Linked DNA regions of Mus musculus: region 2 is linked to region 1. Evidence: chromatin contacts called from public promoter capture Hi-C data. All regions are on one chromosome and are shown on one strand. Each heading gives the region's core, a stretch centred on a gene start, on an enhancer-like site or on the middle of the called end of the contact. The rest is flanking DNA. Distances are from core to core; before and after follow the strand shown.

Region 1 (7,398 bases), core at 2,649-5,148:
TTTGTAAGCTGCAAGATGCATTACAAATGAAAGCAAGGGAGTGTTCAATTAGGCACCAGGAGATTGGGGGTGGGGATGCAGCAACTCTGCCTCCAGCAAGCTTAACATAGCCATTTCTATACCCCTCGACTTCTTCTACTATGAGGGGAGGAAAGCAGATATGTCAAAAGAGAGGGTAGATGGTGGGAGCCCTAGGTGACACTTTCGGTTCTGGGAGTCTGACCATCGGGGAACATTGAGGGGCCACTGCCAGCCAATGGACTCTGCCTCCTCCCCTCTGTCCTCTCCAGGGGATGCCACTGGAAGACCAGCACCATCCTTGCCTGGACAGGGCATTCCAGAGAGTCCAGCAGAAGAGCAAGTGATTCCCTCCAGTGATGTCTTGGTGACACACAGCCCCCCAGGTAGCTGCAGCAGCCCTTGGAGGCTCTTTGTCCCCAATTCTGGGAGATGTGATTGCCCAGAACCAAAGTCCAGGGCAGGTCTGGGAGTGAAATTTCCTTCTTGCTTCCTCAACCAGATAAATAGTCACCAGCAACTCTGAGCTAGCTGTGGCTCTGGCTTGCTCTCACAGAGGGCACAAAGCCGACCTAGTAAAGACAAGGGCCCTGCCTGGGCACTAATACCCTTTTGGGGGATGGCCCTTCTCAGAGGACTCCAGGGAAGCCATGGATCTTTCTGGAGTATCTTAGGGAGACAGGGGACTTCTTGAAGAATGGGGAGTTCATAGAGTAGGAGGCGAGGTGAGAGGGGGTTGAATCACTGAGGACCCTGGCAGTGCTCCACCTGCCCATGGGGAAGGGACAGAGTTATATTGCACAAGGTTGTCTTAAGTGTCCAGAGCTGGTATCTGACTCCCTCTAGTCAGCCATAGCGATGAAGGGCAGCGGTGTGAGGGAGATCCCTGGCAAACACACCTGGCTATGGAATGTGCCTTCCACAAAGGCTCATTGTCTGAGGCAGGAGAAGCAAGGCTACTACTGTATGGTATTGTTGCCGTTGCTCTCCGCGCACATGTGTGCTCTCTCGCCTGCCCTCTCTAGGGCTGTGCTCTTAGCTAGAGGGTCACCTTGAGTAGGAGTGGAGGGTGCTTGAGTTCTTTGGCTTTCCTCCAGTGAGAGGAAAAAGCCTGCAGCCTGCTGTAGGTGGGGTGGGGGGCGTGGCTTTCCCAAGAGTTCTCCACTGACTTTGCCCAGGATGCAGAGTAAGTCCTCTGAGACTCCAGGGAGCATCCCCTTCCAAGTGGGCAGGAAGGGCTGAGTACATGTGGCTCAGCTAAGGAGTGCTAAGACTGACAGCTGAAATATTCCTGGAGGAGGAGCCACAGTACAGTGAAGCCAGGCTGCCCCGGCCCCTGCAGTGGCCCTCAGCTGTGCAGTTGACAGAACCACCAGCAGCAGTCTTCAGTCTTTTGTCTGATCCGGAATCTACCCTGCCATCTTCCAACCTCACTGAGTGGACACTTGGAACTGGCTGGAGACTGCTAGCACAAACTTAGAACCAGGCTAGGGAGAAGGTGACCTTGTACACAGGCCACTGGGGGCATCCTGCTCAGCGCAGATTAGCAATGCTGTAAAGACCCTCTGTGTACCAACCTGGGCCACTTCTGACCTGCTCTGTAGATGCTTTTGGTTTCTCTCAGAGTGGTGGGGCAGGGAAGGGAGCCCTAGGTATGTGCCCGTAGAATAACAATACAACATGCTGGACACAGATGAAAGCAGTGTTCTCTTATTGGTTTGTTCATTCATTCATTCATTCATTCATTCATTCATTCATTCATTCACTTATGATAAATGTTAAGTACTTCCTTAATATTAGAGGTACAAGACAGATAAGCTAGCTTCTTCAATCTGTGTAACCTAGTCACTAGATCTGTCAGCCAGTCTATGGGAAGATGGGCAAGAGTTCTTTGGGTAAGAGCTATGCCCACATTTAGGTTGAGGGTGAGGGTAAGGAGATCATTTGTAGGGAATATGGGTTACTAAAGCCATCAGGTCTCTATCCGGAGGTTGTAATCAAATGGGCTCAAAGACCAGGCACAGGTCCCACCAGTCTTATGAGGCTATTTTATCAGTTGGCATGAGAGGGCCTACTAAGGGTATGTGGGCTTCTAGTGGGCTTCCGAGGCAACTGAGCCTAACCCTGCTTCCTCACCCTGCTCCACTGCCTTTGAGCATGCTCCACTCTGCTGTAACCTCTACTTGCTCCATCTCCACAGACTTTGATCCATGTTTTGCTGGAGCCTCCAACATCTGTGGCCCTGGGACCTGTGTGAGCCTCCCAAATGGATACAGATGTGTCTGCAGCCCTGGCTACCAGCTACACCCCAGCCAAGACTACTGTACTGGTATTTACTGGGTGCCCTGGGCCTGCTGAATGGTGGGAGCAAATAGGAACAGAGTGTGGGGATGCAGTCACGAGTCCAGGCTACACAAGATCCAAGTCGTATGCTATGGTTGGTTAGCTTAGAACACTCTCTGTGGACACAACTAACTAGGCATCAACTTAGGACATGCCAGGCTGTGAAGGAGAAAGGAAGTGGTTGTGGGGTCGCTGAGGGGAAGGGACAATGAGCAGGGAAGAGGCACTGCTCATCACCAAGGACCCAGCAGGTTGGCCTGTGGCTGTCAGCCTTGGAGACTTTCATCTCTGTCTCTGCCTTCTCTGCTCCCTCACCTCTTCTATGCCACACAGCACCATGCTCTAGTGGGGGCAGTTTGGAGGCAAAAGTCCCCAGAGAAAGGCACACTGGCCTTGGTGACCTCCTTCCCTGCTTCCTTCTGGTCAGATGACAACGAGTGTATGAGGAACCCCTGTGAAGGAAGAGGGCGCTGTGTCAACAGTGTGGGCTCCTACTCCTGCCTCTGCTATCCTGGCTACACACTAGTCACCCTCAGAGACACACAGGAGTGCCAAGGTGAGCGACACCCACCTTAGGCCTGGAGTGGGCAGAGGAGAACACCTCTTGCCTAGGCCCTACAGTGTGGGTGGAAGAGGAACCAGGCATGCACAGTGTTCACACTGAGGAGTACCAGAGCCTCGGGGAAAGAGACAGAGCTCTGGCCTTGATCTGGAAGGAAGTTGAGACTATGAGAAAGAAGGATCCAGAAAATAGCAATGTTTGAAAAGGCCTCAAGGATTTGTGGCTAGGGCCAAGAGTAGGCTGATGATGGGGACCGAAGGCCAGGACTCTGGTGACAAGGAAGCTTTCCTTTTGGGGAATGAGGGTCACCTATGGGGACCCTCAGCAGACCAGGGGACATGTGTGCATGTGGGAGAAGAGTTCTGATGCCCAACGGTGGAGATACCTGCAGGTTTTTATCTTTCCTGGGAAGGTCTGGCCACAGAGAGGCAACTCTTGGTAAGCATGCTTCCTGGGTGTCTTAGTTAGGGTTACTATTGCTGTGATGAAACACCATGACCCAAAGGAACTTGTGGAGGAAAGGGGACTTTCTCTGGGGACTTCTGCCTCCAAACTGGCCCCACTAGAGGCTTCACATATCCTGAATCACAGTCCTTTGATGGAATCCAAGACAGGAACTCAAATAGGGCAGGAACCCGAAGGCAGGGGCAGATGCAGAGGCCACAGAGGAGGCCTGCTTACTGAACTGGTCTTCATGGTTCGCTTAATCTGCTTTCTTATAGAACCCAGGACCACCAGCCCAGAGATGGCACCACCCACAATAGTTAGCCCCTCCCCATCAATCACCAATTAAGAAATGCCCTGCCTTACAGTCTTGCTTACAGCCTGATTACAGAGGGGGTTTTTCTCAACTGAGGCTTCCCTCCTCTCTGATGACTTCAGCTTATGTTAAGTTGACAAACTAGCCAGCACGCTGTGCAACCCCTTTTGTAGCATAGAATGTTCCTGTACACTGTTTATGAGTAAGTTCACGAAGAAATGAGGAAGCATCTACCACACAGCGCCTGGGGGCTCAGAGGCAGCTGGGAAGTTCTCACTTGAGAACTGCACTACCTGTGTTTGGGGCTCACACTTCTGGAGCTAGTCTGCTGCTTGACCATGGTTCCATGTGTGGCCATGGAGCAATGAACCCTTTCTTTGAGTCTCCTCAACATCTGATTCCAAGGATCTGGCTTTCAGAATCCAAAGTCATCCAAGCCCACTCATTTCATTCTGTGAGGAAGGGAGATAGAGAAGCCCAACCTAACAGGAACGTGAGGGAACCCCGTCACGAGTACTCAGTAGGTACGCGGGCTCTGACTGAGTGGCCAGGTACCTGGCTCTGTGCTGAGCTCTGACGACAGTCAACTGAATGAGCAAGAGTAGCGACCGTGCGGGGACTAGACGAAAAAGCAACTGACATAGCAGAGAATTTGGGAATGTTTCCGTGAACAGGTACTTGAGCTGGGGTAGAATATGAACAGCTCCCATTTAGTGAGCACTTAAACCAAGAGCCACTCTCTGCGCTTTGCTATATACCATTCCAACCCCTGCGGATCTCATTCCTACCTTTCGCTTTGCCAGATGAAGCTTCAAAAGGTGAGTTGAAATGCCCATAACATTACACCTATCTACAGCTGGCACTGGACACAGACGCAATGTCACGCCCATTCTGGGGCATGGTTTGCTTCCCATGATCCTCTTCGAGCAGCAGCAGGAATGGAGGGAGGAGGTAGTCCAGGGGAAGGCAACCATTTCTGCATAGGCCAGTATCGCCTGCCCTGGGAATAATACCATCAGGGTGACTGGAGTCTGGGCTTGTTAGCAGAAAAGGCAGTAGGCGAGGCCAGTCCGTGAAGTGGCTCTAGTGCCAAGTTTGTTAAGGGTAGATGGTTCTGTCGTCTGGCTGTCAGGGAGGAGGTGACTCAGACAGCAGTGTGACAGAGCCAAGGGAAAAGCAAGGGACAGGGGCTTTCCAGGCTTCAGCAAGCTGCCGTAGGTGCTGTGGCCAGAGGCACTGCTCTCTGGGAGCTGGCCCTGGGTAAATTACAGCTGCTACAGGGAATGGTATTGCCAGGCCCAGACAAAAGGCTCTGTCCTGTGCCAGCCTGGTGTCCAGAGGTCTCGGCCACCCGCGACAGCTGTAGACGGGAGGAACCTGAGGTTAGCCGAAGTGCTTCTACCACCGGGGATTGGCCGTCACTTGAAGAACCTAATCCAATTTTGCATCCACTTCCTAAATTTTGCCAGTTTCAGGAAACAGTGTTTCATTACTTTAATATATCATTGAGTCATATGTATAAATTAATGATTGTAAATTATTACAAGTTTTAAGTTAATTTAGGTAGAAGTATAAATTATCTATTAAAAATTTAAGTAAGAGCTTGCATAATTACATACCCTCTAGAAAGTGTATCTCTTTGCACTTTGGCCTTGGGGCTTCCTCATCTGTGAATTGCTTACCTACTCCTATCTTTTTGCTAGTTTTCCAGTGTGGCTGTTCCTTTTTCATGTAGCTTTTACAGTGCAGCTTGTGTATTCTGTTACATTGTATCTGTTTTACGTGTGTAAGGCTGTCTGTCCATGTGGAGGTCAGGACAACCTAGTGGAGTGGGTTCTCCCCTCCATCCTCAGGTGGGTTCTGGCAATCAAACTCAGGTTTCCAGGCCTGGGTGGCAAACTCTTGCCCGCTGAGCCATCGCTGGCCTCCTTTAGCTTTATTTTTCATGCCTTGTAGTTTTATTATGTCACAAGGATGTTGCGCATTACATCTGATGTTACCTTTCCAGAGTGCTTTATCCAGCTGGTCCATCTTTGCATGGGTATCAAGAACCCATGTCTCCATTTCCACTTTTCTCTACAAATCGCTTTTCCCAGTGCCATCTGTTTATTAGGCAGTGTTTCTAGCTTCAGCCATGTTATTCCCATCAGCTTTTCTCTCTGCCCAGGAGTTCCTTCTCCTTTCCCCTCTGTTGGCAGTAGAGCTTCCTGGAGCTCGCACAGCTGTTTCTGAACTCCTGGGAGAGTTGTTCCCAGGAAGGTTCTTGGGTCTGCCTATTCTGAAGGTCAGGATCTCCACTGGGGCCGAGGACGGTGCTTGTGGCAGCTCTGCCAGAGACTCCACTGAGAACTGGAATGAAATAGGAAGGATTGCAGCCATGGGAGCACACTGGGTTCTAGGGGAAGGTTTATGCTGGAGCGATGCTAGTGAACATTCCTTCTGTGTTGGCTGCCAGCCAGGCACTTTGTTCCTCTCTTTGCCTTCATTCAGTCTGTACAAGGACACTGTGAAGTGTTTGAACCTGTGCTAGAGAGGGGTCATTATGGCTTTGATGGTGGAGCCAGGGAGTAGTCATAGAGCAAAGCTGGTAGGTACACTGAGGCATGGTCTGAACCAGGACTAGGAATTTGCTGGTCCTCAGGAAGGGACAGAAACTCCCAGCAAGAAGCTTGTGTGTGAACAAAGATCTGGAAGCTGAACTCGTGGGAATCGACCAGAGCTAAGATTATACCAAGGGCTGAGTGGTGGTAGTGAACGCATTTAATCCCAGCACTTTGTAGGCAGAGGCAGGTGAGTTTCTATGAGTTCGAGGACTGTCTGGTCTACAGACCTGAGTTCCAGGACAGCCAGGGCTACAGAGAAACTCTGACTTGAAAAACAAAACCAAAACCAAAACAACAACAAAAAAGATGTTACCAATGAGCGTGGGCAAATACAGCAGGGATGGGACCAGGTTTGTGAGCCAAATTCCTAGTAGGACTGGAGACAGCAAGGAGCCAAGGAAGGGGATATATGGGGGGAAGGGTGACTGACCAAGATCGGGCTTTAGAGCCATTGTGGGGTATCAGTGTACTCAGATAATGATATAAGCCATGCTTTACAGATCCCTGGGTGCCTGCAGTGCTCCCTGTCTAAGAAGGTCCATCCTTAAGAGGAATCTTAGTGGTAGACCCAGTATCTACTGTACTAGTGCTAGGGCAGGGGGGAACTTCTGCCCCCCTTGGATCACACTGTAAGGATTGATGCCTGACCTCAAGCCCAGCTCTTACATCTGGAGGAGAAAGCTACAAGGGCCCCCGTGGACCCTAGAAGTAGCCAGCCCTGGGAGAAAAGAACTCAAAAGGGGCCCCAGAGTCTGACCAGTCTAAGAGATGACCTAGGAATCCCTTCAAGCAATTGGACTGCAGCAAATGTGTCTTCCTTGCCTAAACAGCTTTGTCCATGGCCTCCAGAAAGGATGTTTAAGGACACCCCCCACACCCCCCAGGGCTGGCTTTGACTCAGGACCATCCTATCTATGTGTTTGCAGATATCGATGAGTGTGAGCAGCCCGGGGTGTGCAGTGGTGGGCGATGCAGCAACACGGAGGGCTCGTACCACTGCGAGTGTGATCGGGGCTACATCATGGTCAGGAAAGGACACTGTCAAGGTAAGGAGCTACCTCCACCAACTCCCCTTCTATCTGCCCTCCGCCTAGTCTCTTGATTCTAAGCCA
Region 2 (7,398 bases), core at 1,744-4,243, 100 kb before region 1:
GACTTGCCTTGGCCAGAGGGAGGAGGGGTCATGTAGCTTAGGAAGCACCACCTAGGGTTTACTTAGCATTTCCAAATGTCCTAAACTCTGTTCCCCAGGCACAGATTTAGAACCAAGGGTTTATGTGAAAGTGAGTTTCTTAGGAATCTTCCCAGGGTGGAGCTGTGGGGGAGAAGGAGGCCAAGCAAGGGTCCAGTGTCAACCAAAGAGCTGTGGAGGGGAAGCGGCTCTCTCTGCAGGGAGAGTAGGTACTTCTCCCTTACTCCCAGAGTCCCTAGGGCTGTCCATTGGGACTCAGGGAAGCAACCAGCCAAGCACCTGCCTGACTTTTATGTAGGTGGCTGTCTTAGTCAGGGTTTCTATTCCTGCACAAACATCGTGACCAAGAAGCAGTTGGGGAGGTCTTGCACGCTGGACTCGACCAGCAAGAACAACGCTGCAACAGGATCCTTCTGCACATGTTTATTGGGAGAGCTTGATTGCAGAGGTGAAGAGACCCCGAGCCCAGAACTGGTGCTGCTTATATAGGCCTAGGAGAGGCGTGTCTCAACCCGGATTGGTTATGCACTAAGCCTCATTTGCATGTTCCTCATCTGGTTGGCTACTTTCTCTCTCTGTACCTCACAGAGTCTCATTATCATACCTCATTTGCATGTCTCACATCTGATTGGTTATGCTCTCAAAGCCTAATTATCATGCCCGGGCCAGGCAGTGTCTTTGCAAAAAACTTTACTGCATATGTACACATTGGTTGTTTGTCCAAACTTATGCATGGTGGCCAGCAGTAGTCAGCGCCACTCTGCAACGGCACATGTGGCTTCCCACAGGGAGGAAAGGGTTTATTCAGCTGACCCTTTCACCAAAGGAAGTCAGGACTGGAACTCAAGCAGGTCAGGAAGCAGGAGCTAATGCAGAGACCATGGAGGGATGTTGCTTGCTGGCTTGCTTGCTTCCTCTGGCTTGCTCAGCCTGCTCTCTTATAGAACCCAAGACTAGCAGCCCAGAGATGGTCCCTCCTACCCTTGATCACTAATTGAGAAAATGCCTTACAGCTCTATCTCATGGAGGCACTTCCTCAACTGAAGCTCCTTTCTCTGTGATAACTCCAGCTTGTGTCAAGTTGACACAAAACCAGCCAGTACAGTGGCCCAAGCAGGATCGAACAGCCAAAGGCAGGCCTCTGACAAAGACACAGCCCTGGTCCTTGGAAGTGGACGATATGTCCTGCATTAACATGGGACTCTAGGGACAGGTAAACGGAGAACACCACTCTGGTATCTGCCACCCTGTGTGCTAACAACTTTACCTCTGCCTTGGTGGCTTATGATCACTCCTTGGTATGATGTATTGATGATAATCTGCAGGTCCACATGGCAGTCCTGTGACTACCTCCAACTCCAATGAGTAAAGAAACTGAATCATATCGACTGCTGCCATGACCTGGTGAGAGTCCCCCTCCGCTGCAGGGACTCTCCCACGTGATCCAGGTGTCATCAGCCCGTTCATCTCCTTCCTGAGCAGAGCGATGTGCTTCCTGGTTTACCCACCACTCAAAGCCAAAGCCTAGCCTTGTGTGAGGCACATGTGTAATGAGTGTTCAGTGCAGGAAGGTCTCCAGAGCCACACTTAGGTGCCACGCTGAGTGTCAGGCTCCCGAGACTGCATCTTATGATACAGAGCATCCCAGTACTGGGGATTATGAGGGGACCATGAAGAAGTGCCCATGGATCTTGGAGCAAATGCTTGTTGGAGGGGAGGAACAACCTTGAGCAGAGACTTGGAGGGTGCCAGAGAGAGAGAGCCCAGCTGTGTTCAGACAGCATCCTCATCCACACCCACAGAAGCCTCTGTGAAATGTCCCTCTACACAGTTTTGGTCTTCTGGGAATGGTAACATCCTATTTTTAGATGACTTTCAGTATGTCTCTCAAGTTCTCAAGAGTTGAGTAGCACTCAAGAGTTCAAAATCAAATTTTGAGATGGCTGGTAACCCCTGGAATGTGCTAGAAGTGGTCTCGAGGTCTTGTCTGAGAACTTAAGAGGGCTTGCAGAACATAAAGAAAAATGAGACAACCGAATGTGGAGCCCAGTATCAATTGGATAAAGTATGTATTCGGTATACACGCCAAGGAACAAGCACGTGCGCCTTCAGAGGCTGGCTGGAGCCTTGCAGGGGCGGGAAGGGAGGGACTGCTTAGCAGTGCAGTGGACGATACAAAATATCCTTCTTCCTGTCCTGCCTGCCCTTCACCTGGCCCTGTGCCTTTGGGAAACAGTGAGCACCCAGCTGGGCTACCTCTCTGTGATGCTGGAAAGGATTGGACCCCAGCCAGGATGGAGAACAGTGTCCAGCCAGGCAGGGACTGAAGGGTGGAGGGCTGGGACAGCTCTGGGACTCCTGCAGGCTTAGGAGCTCCAGGCTGGTTGCCACCTGCCCTCCCCAACTCAGACTAAATATCAGAGCCCTGAGGGTAAGTGAGAAATTCTTGGCCTCAGCCCGCCCAGGCCTAGCTGGCTTGAAGGGAACCGAGGTTGCTGTCTGCCCTTGGCAGGTTCTTCCTGTTCCTCACCCCAGGGATTCAAGCTGATTGGCAGATTTATCCAAGCATTGAGGGGTAGGGGCACAAGCCTTGGGAAGCAGCCAGGACAAAGGAGGGAGAGGCAAAGACAGGACAGACAGAATGTCTGAGAGAGAGGGACAGAGTAAGAGAGGCAAGTGACATAAAGAGACAGGGCAAGAGGGGAGCAGAGGAGAGGGCAGGAAAGACAGACATGTTTTCTAAGAATGTAAGAAAAGGAATGTTTCATCCGGAGTGGGGGGGGGGGGTGAGAAAGCAAGGGTGGCAGCTGGCGCTCCCACGGTGTCTAGGCACAGTCTCGCCCATCAGCTTTCTCCAGCAGAAGGTCCGAATTCTCAAAGGTGGGCCTAAGGCGCTGCTGGAGCAGGGCTTGCAACATCCCCACATCTGCTTCCCATCTGCACGTTCCCTCCGTGGATTTGCATCCCAGGCTTTCCTGCCAGAGCACAATCCATTCAAAACAAAACGTGGCTTCTCTCTCGTTCGTAGCTGCAAATCCATCCATGCAGTCACCCAAAGCTCTCTTGGGTTGCCTGAGGTCTTGTCGGCTTTGGGCAGTGCCAGTGTAGGACCAGGCATGGGAATCGGTGGCCCAGAGAGATGGAAGATCTGTGTGAGAGTAGAACCCATGGGGGCCTGGGCTGCAGAGGACTTGGAGCCCTCACAGGAAAGCACCTCAGAGTCACTGGACCTCCCTCAGAGGCTATACCTAGTTTGCTGGTGACTCAACAACTCTGTCCTTCCTCCATCTGGGGGCATGGGATATGAGAACACGGCCCTCATCTGCCATGACTGGTCATGTCAAAGCATGGTGCACAGTGTCCTTGAGAAATGGCGCGTGTGTTATAAACTGTGTTAGAGTCCAGAGCCAGCCTTGTTTTTGTTTTTTTGTTTTTTTTTGTTTTTTTTTTTTTTTTTTAATGGAAACAGGGTTGAGAGACCTGGGATACTTGTGTTCCTCTTAACATTCTGTCAGGCTAGCTGTCCCATCCCACCTAGCCCCTTGCTCTTTCCCTGGGCTTTCTCACCTTCTGTTACTCTACCCAGGTCCCATTACTGCCTTCCTCTTTATTCTTCTCAAGTATTCACCCGTTTCACCATTTACCCAACCATTCACTTCTTCAGCCATAATTTCCTCATTGTTGACTGGGTACCACGCTAGGCTTAGAGTCATTCCAATTAAAGAAGCTGGAAAACAGCACAGGAAATGTCAACAATCGATGTGTGAGTAAGTGATTTGGATGCTAAATTCCTTAGGAGAGAGGGAGGTGGGAATAGTTCCAAAGGATGAGGGAGTTTGGGGTTGGCTTCTCTTGGTCTGCCCTTAGAATACAGCTTTCTAGCTGGGCACAGGTGGAAGGGCCCAGACATCCTTGAAGATATCCTTGAAGGTAATGGGGTAGGAGGACGCTCCACAGAGAGCCTTCTGTGGTTGGGGGCAGCATTGCCCTGCTGGCTGGCTGAGAGAAGCCATGGTCCCTGAGTCCTCTGAAGAAGAGAAGGCAAGGCCAGCAGGGACCAAACTGGGGACTGGGAATCCATTCTGACTAGCCTGGGAGGAAGCACCGTGGGCAGGGGAGCTTGGGAAAGAGCAAGGCAAGCAAGAAAGAAGTCAAGAGTGGGCTACGCACTATGGTTGTACATATGTGTGTGCGCGTGCGTGTGTTTGTTGTGTGTGTGTGTGTGTGAGAGAGAGAGTGTGTGTGAGAGTGTGTTGTGAGTGTGTGACTGTGTGTGTGAGTATGTGAGTGTGTGTGAGTGTGTATGTGTGTGTGCATGTGTGTGTGTTGTGAGTGTGTATGTATGTGTGTATGTGTGTGTGTGTGTGTGTGAGAGAGAGAGAGAGAGAGAGAGAGAGAGAGAGAGAGAGAGAGAGAGAGAGAGTGTTGTGAACTTGTGGCCAAGGCATGGAACTATGAAGCACTGAGAATAGTAACAGCTCAGGTTATCAGTTTTCTAAAGGGTTAAAGTAAGCTCAAGACTCAGGCAGAAGCCTTGGAAGGAGATTTATCGACTTGTACAACTGAAAAGCAGACCGTAGGACCCATGCCAGGCCTCATTAGATAGCTGGCTGGCCTTGAACTCCAGTCCTCCTGCCTCAGCCTCCTGGTTGCTGGTATTACAGGCACAGGCAAATGCCACCAAGGCCACTTTCAGACATATTCTTGACTTAGGGGCTTCGACAAAGCCAGCAGGACTCTTTCCTCACTCTGTCTCTGAAACTGTGATGCTGGCTTCATTCTTTAGGCTGGGCTCACCTGGTCCTTACCATGATGAACCAGGAAGCAAGTCTTGCTGATAACTGGGTCACGAGTCACTGTTGCAGCGTAGTGCAAGGCTTTGATTGGCTAAAGTCTGAATTAAATGGCTGACAAAAATCCCTGTTATTCTATCTCTCTCCTCCCTCTACTGTCTTAAGAAGTATCCAGGCATGGTGTGGTGGTTCTTGTCTTTAATCCCAGCACTCAGGAGGCAGAGGCAGGTGGATCTCTGTGAGTTCAAGGCCAGCCTGGTCTACAAAGTTAATTCTAGGACAGCCAGGGCTATATAGAGAGACCCTGGTTTTTTTGTTTGTTTGGGTTTATTTTATTTTATTATTATTATTTTTTTTTTTTTGCTTTTTAGAGGCCTTCTGGGGTTAGACTATTTATATTCCAGAAGAGTGTAACTGTGTGGGAACAGTGCTATCTCTTTTACTCACTGTGGAAATGATAGGTTTCAGTGTGGATGCTTGGCAGATAATTACTGAATGGAATCAATAGCACAGGCTAATTAAGAATGCTAAGCACCCTGGCTACTGGTTATTGATTGTTTATATGTACTGCAGAACGGCCTAAGCCATTTCCACACTTCACCTAAGCCATTTCCACACTTCAAAGTCAATCATTATTCAAGTCAGTGACAAGAGCTTATATGATGACTGCATTTTAGAGATAGGGAAAAATGAGGCACAGGGCGGTCATACAATCAGGAATCTGGCTGTGCTACGTGAGCTGGCACTGTGCTGCTCTCCCACTGCTCGGTAGATGTGGACAGTCCACGAAGGGACTTCAGGGCAAGCCAAATTCCCAGCCCTCACTCAGTTACCTTTGCCGTCAGGTTAGAAGATTTTTCTAGCCTTCCTTGATGAACAGTGGAGCCAAGAGACTCTGAGGTGTCTGAGTATCTGTTCTTCCCGGCTGAGAACTGAATTACCTACAGCTTCCAAGTTGGGGACTGGCAGGAGGATGGTCTTATATACATGTGTCTACTTTTTCATCTACCATGGATGTATTAGGACTTTACTAACGAGATGAGTCTGGAAGTAAACAAGGATGTTTCTAGCAAAGGATGGAGCTTGTTGTGGAGACTCAGCAACCAACTTACAAGAGTAAGCTGGGAAACAATTTAAGCAGCAAAATAAAATAGTGGTGATGAGATATCAGATTATAAGCCCCAGGATCAAACAAATGCCCACAAAGGCCTTACTGGAATAAATAATGAAGTTTTAGAATGAAAAAGAAAGACTATCTTTTTAGTAGACTTCCAGTTAATAAATACAGAAGGGAAATTTAAAATCATTATTGGACAGACACAGCAGCAATATTGGTTGTAGGAGAGAGTCACCAGGGGTGGGTGCTAGGATCAGTGGGAAAAAGTTGAAATGGAATCAACATAGTTGCAGAGTCACCAAAAATCTTCTCTGAGATTCGAAAGAAAGAAAGAAAGAAAGAAAGAGAGAGAGAGAGAGAGAGAGAGAGAGAGGGAGGGAGGGAGGGAGGGAGGAAGGAAGGAAGAAAAAAAGAAAGAAAGAAAGAAAGAAAGAAAGAAGAGAAAGGAAGGAAGAAAGAGAGAGAGAGAGAGAGAGAGAGAGAGAGAGAGAGAGAGAGAGAGAAAGGAAGGAAGAAAAAGTCAGCAGACACAAGCTTTGTCAAATGATCAAGGTCACGTCTGGTACCCCTTGAGATGATGTCCTGGCTTTTATCAAAAACTAAATAAAACAAATATAGCAGCCTAACCCCCAGACTGGTCAGAAGAAAACAACAGCAGACAGCCCCAGGTGGAGGGACAGACTGCAAAGTGTCTCAAGAGTGGAGGAGATGAGGTCACAGAAGTCAAGGACAGCTGAAGAACCGTCACAGATTGTAGGACATTGACAAGATCAATGACTAAAAGGCATGAGCATTCTAGAGCAGGATATAAGGCCAAGGTGCAGGATTTGGTGTGTGTGGGGGTCACTGGTGGCATTGGAAAGGGGTCTGTAGTTTCGTTAATAGCCTCATGCCTAGATTACCTTCCTCCTGTTCATTTGTCAGGTCATGCAAGCTACTACTATTAGGGAACGCCAGGTGGTGTGTATGAGAATGCTCTGTGCTAATTTTTGCAACTTTTCACTATGTGGCCAATTATTTCAGAGTAGCAGGTGAAATCATACGTGTCTTAGTACTTACTGCTCCCTGAGCACAAACATGAGATACAGAAGTAGGGTGTTTAGATAGCCAATAATGATTAGCCCTGGCCATCCTTCGGTTGTTGCTCAGAACTAAGCGTTACGCATTTAAATCACCAGGGTTCTTGTTCAGACATAGATTATGATCCAGTCGGGAGAGCCTGAGCGTCTGTGTTTCTCACACACATCTGCTGCTGCTGGTCTACAGACCACACAGTGAGCAGCGACAGCATGATATGTGATAGGATTGCAAATTTTGCACACACACCCACACCCCACAAAAAGAGGCCCCAGAACTGTGTATAGAGAGCTGCGAGCACCGGCGGCTGGCCTGGGCTCCCTACCTGGATTCCGAAGCATCTGTGGGAATGCCAGGCTTTGCATGATTTCT

What was found. Capture Hi-C pulls out chosen DNA fragments and counts their contacts.
Region 2: a contact with region 1 is called in a promoter capture Hi-C map of adipose tissue. The contact joins two enhancer-like sites. A contact is called at or near these places in 10 of 39 promoter capture datasets (HPC-7-derived erythroid cells, cranial neural crest, embryonic stem cells and 7 more), 4 of 484 Hi-C or Micro-C datasets (bone marrow-derived macrophages, cerebellar granule neurons and nephron progenitors), 3 of 115 datasets of contacts at active chromatin or transcription factors (embryonic stem cells and large pre-B cells) and 2 of 9 other capture datasets (adipose tissue and pancreatic islet).

What each region holds. Positions count from the first base shown.
Region 1 is chr12:84,799,306-84,806,703 of GRCm38.p6, reverse strand. It overlaps Ltbp2 (latent transforming growth factor beta binding protein 2), which reads left to right. Exons shown (of 36, transcript NM_001370743.1): 15 at 291-404; 16 at 2,219-2,347; 17 at 2,789-2,917; 18 at 7,213-7,332. Among named protein-coding and RNA genes, the nearest start is that of Isca2, 30 kb to the right of the region's middle. Within about 2 kb of position 3,898, at least 47 of the 459 cell types and tissues checked have an H3K27ac peak or open chromatin away from gene starts, as enhancers often do. A contact at or near this core is called in adipose tissue, where this site is marked.
Region 2 is chr12:84,902,771-84,910,168 of GRCm38.p6, reverse strand. No RefSeq gene overlaps it. Among named protein-coding and RNA genes, the nearest start is that of Ltbp2, 30 kb to the right of the region's middle. Within about 2 kb of position 2,993, at least 61 of the 459 cell types and tissues checked have an H3K27ac peak or open chromatin away from gene starts, as enhancers often do. A contact at or near this core is called in adipose tissue, where this site is marked.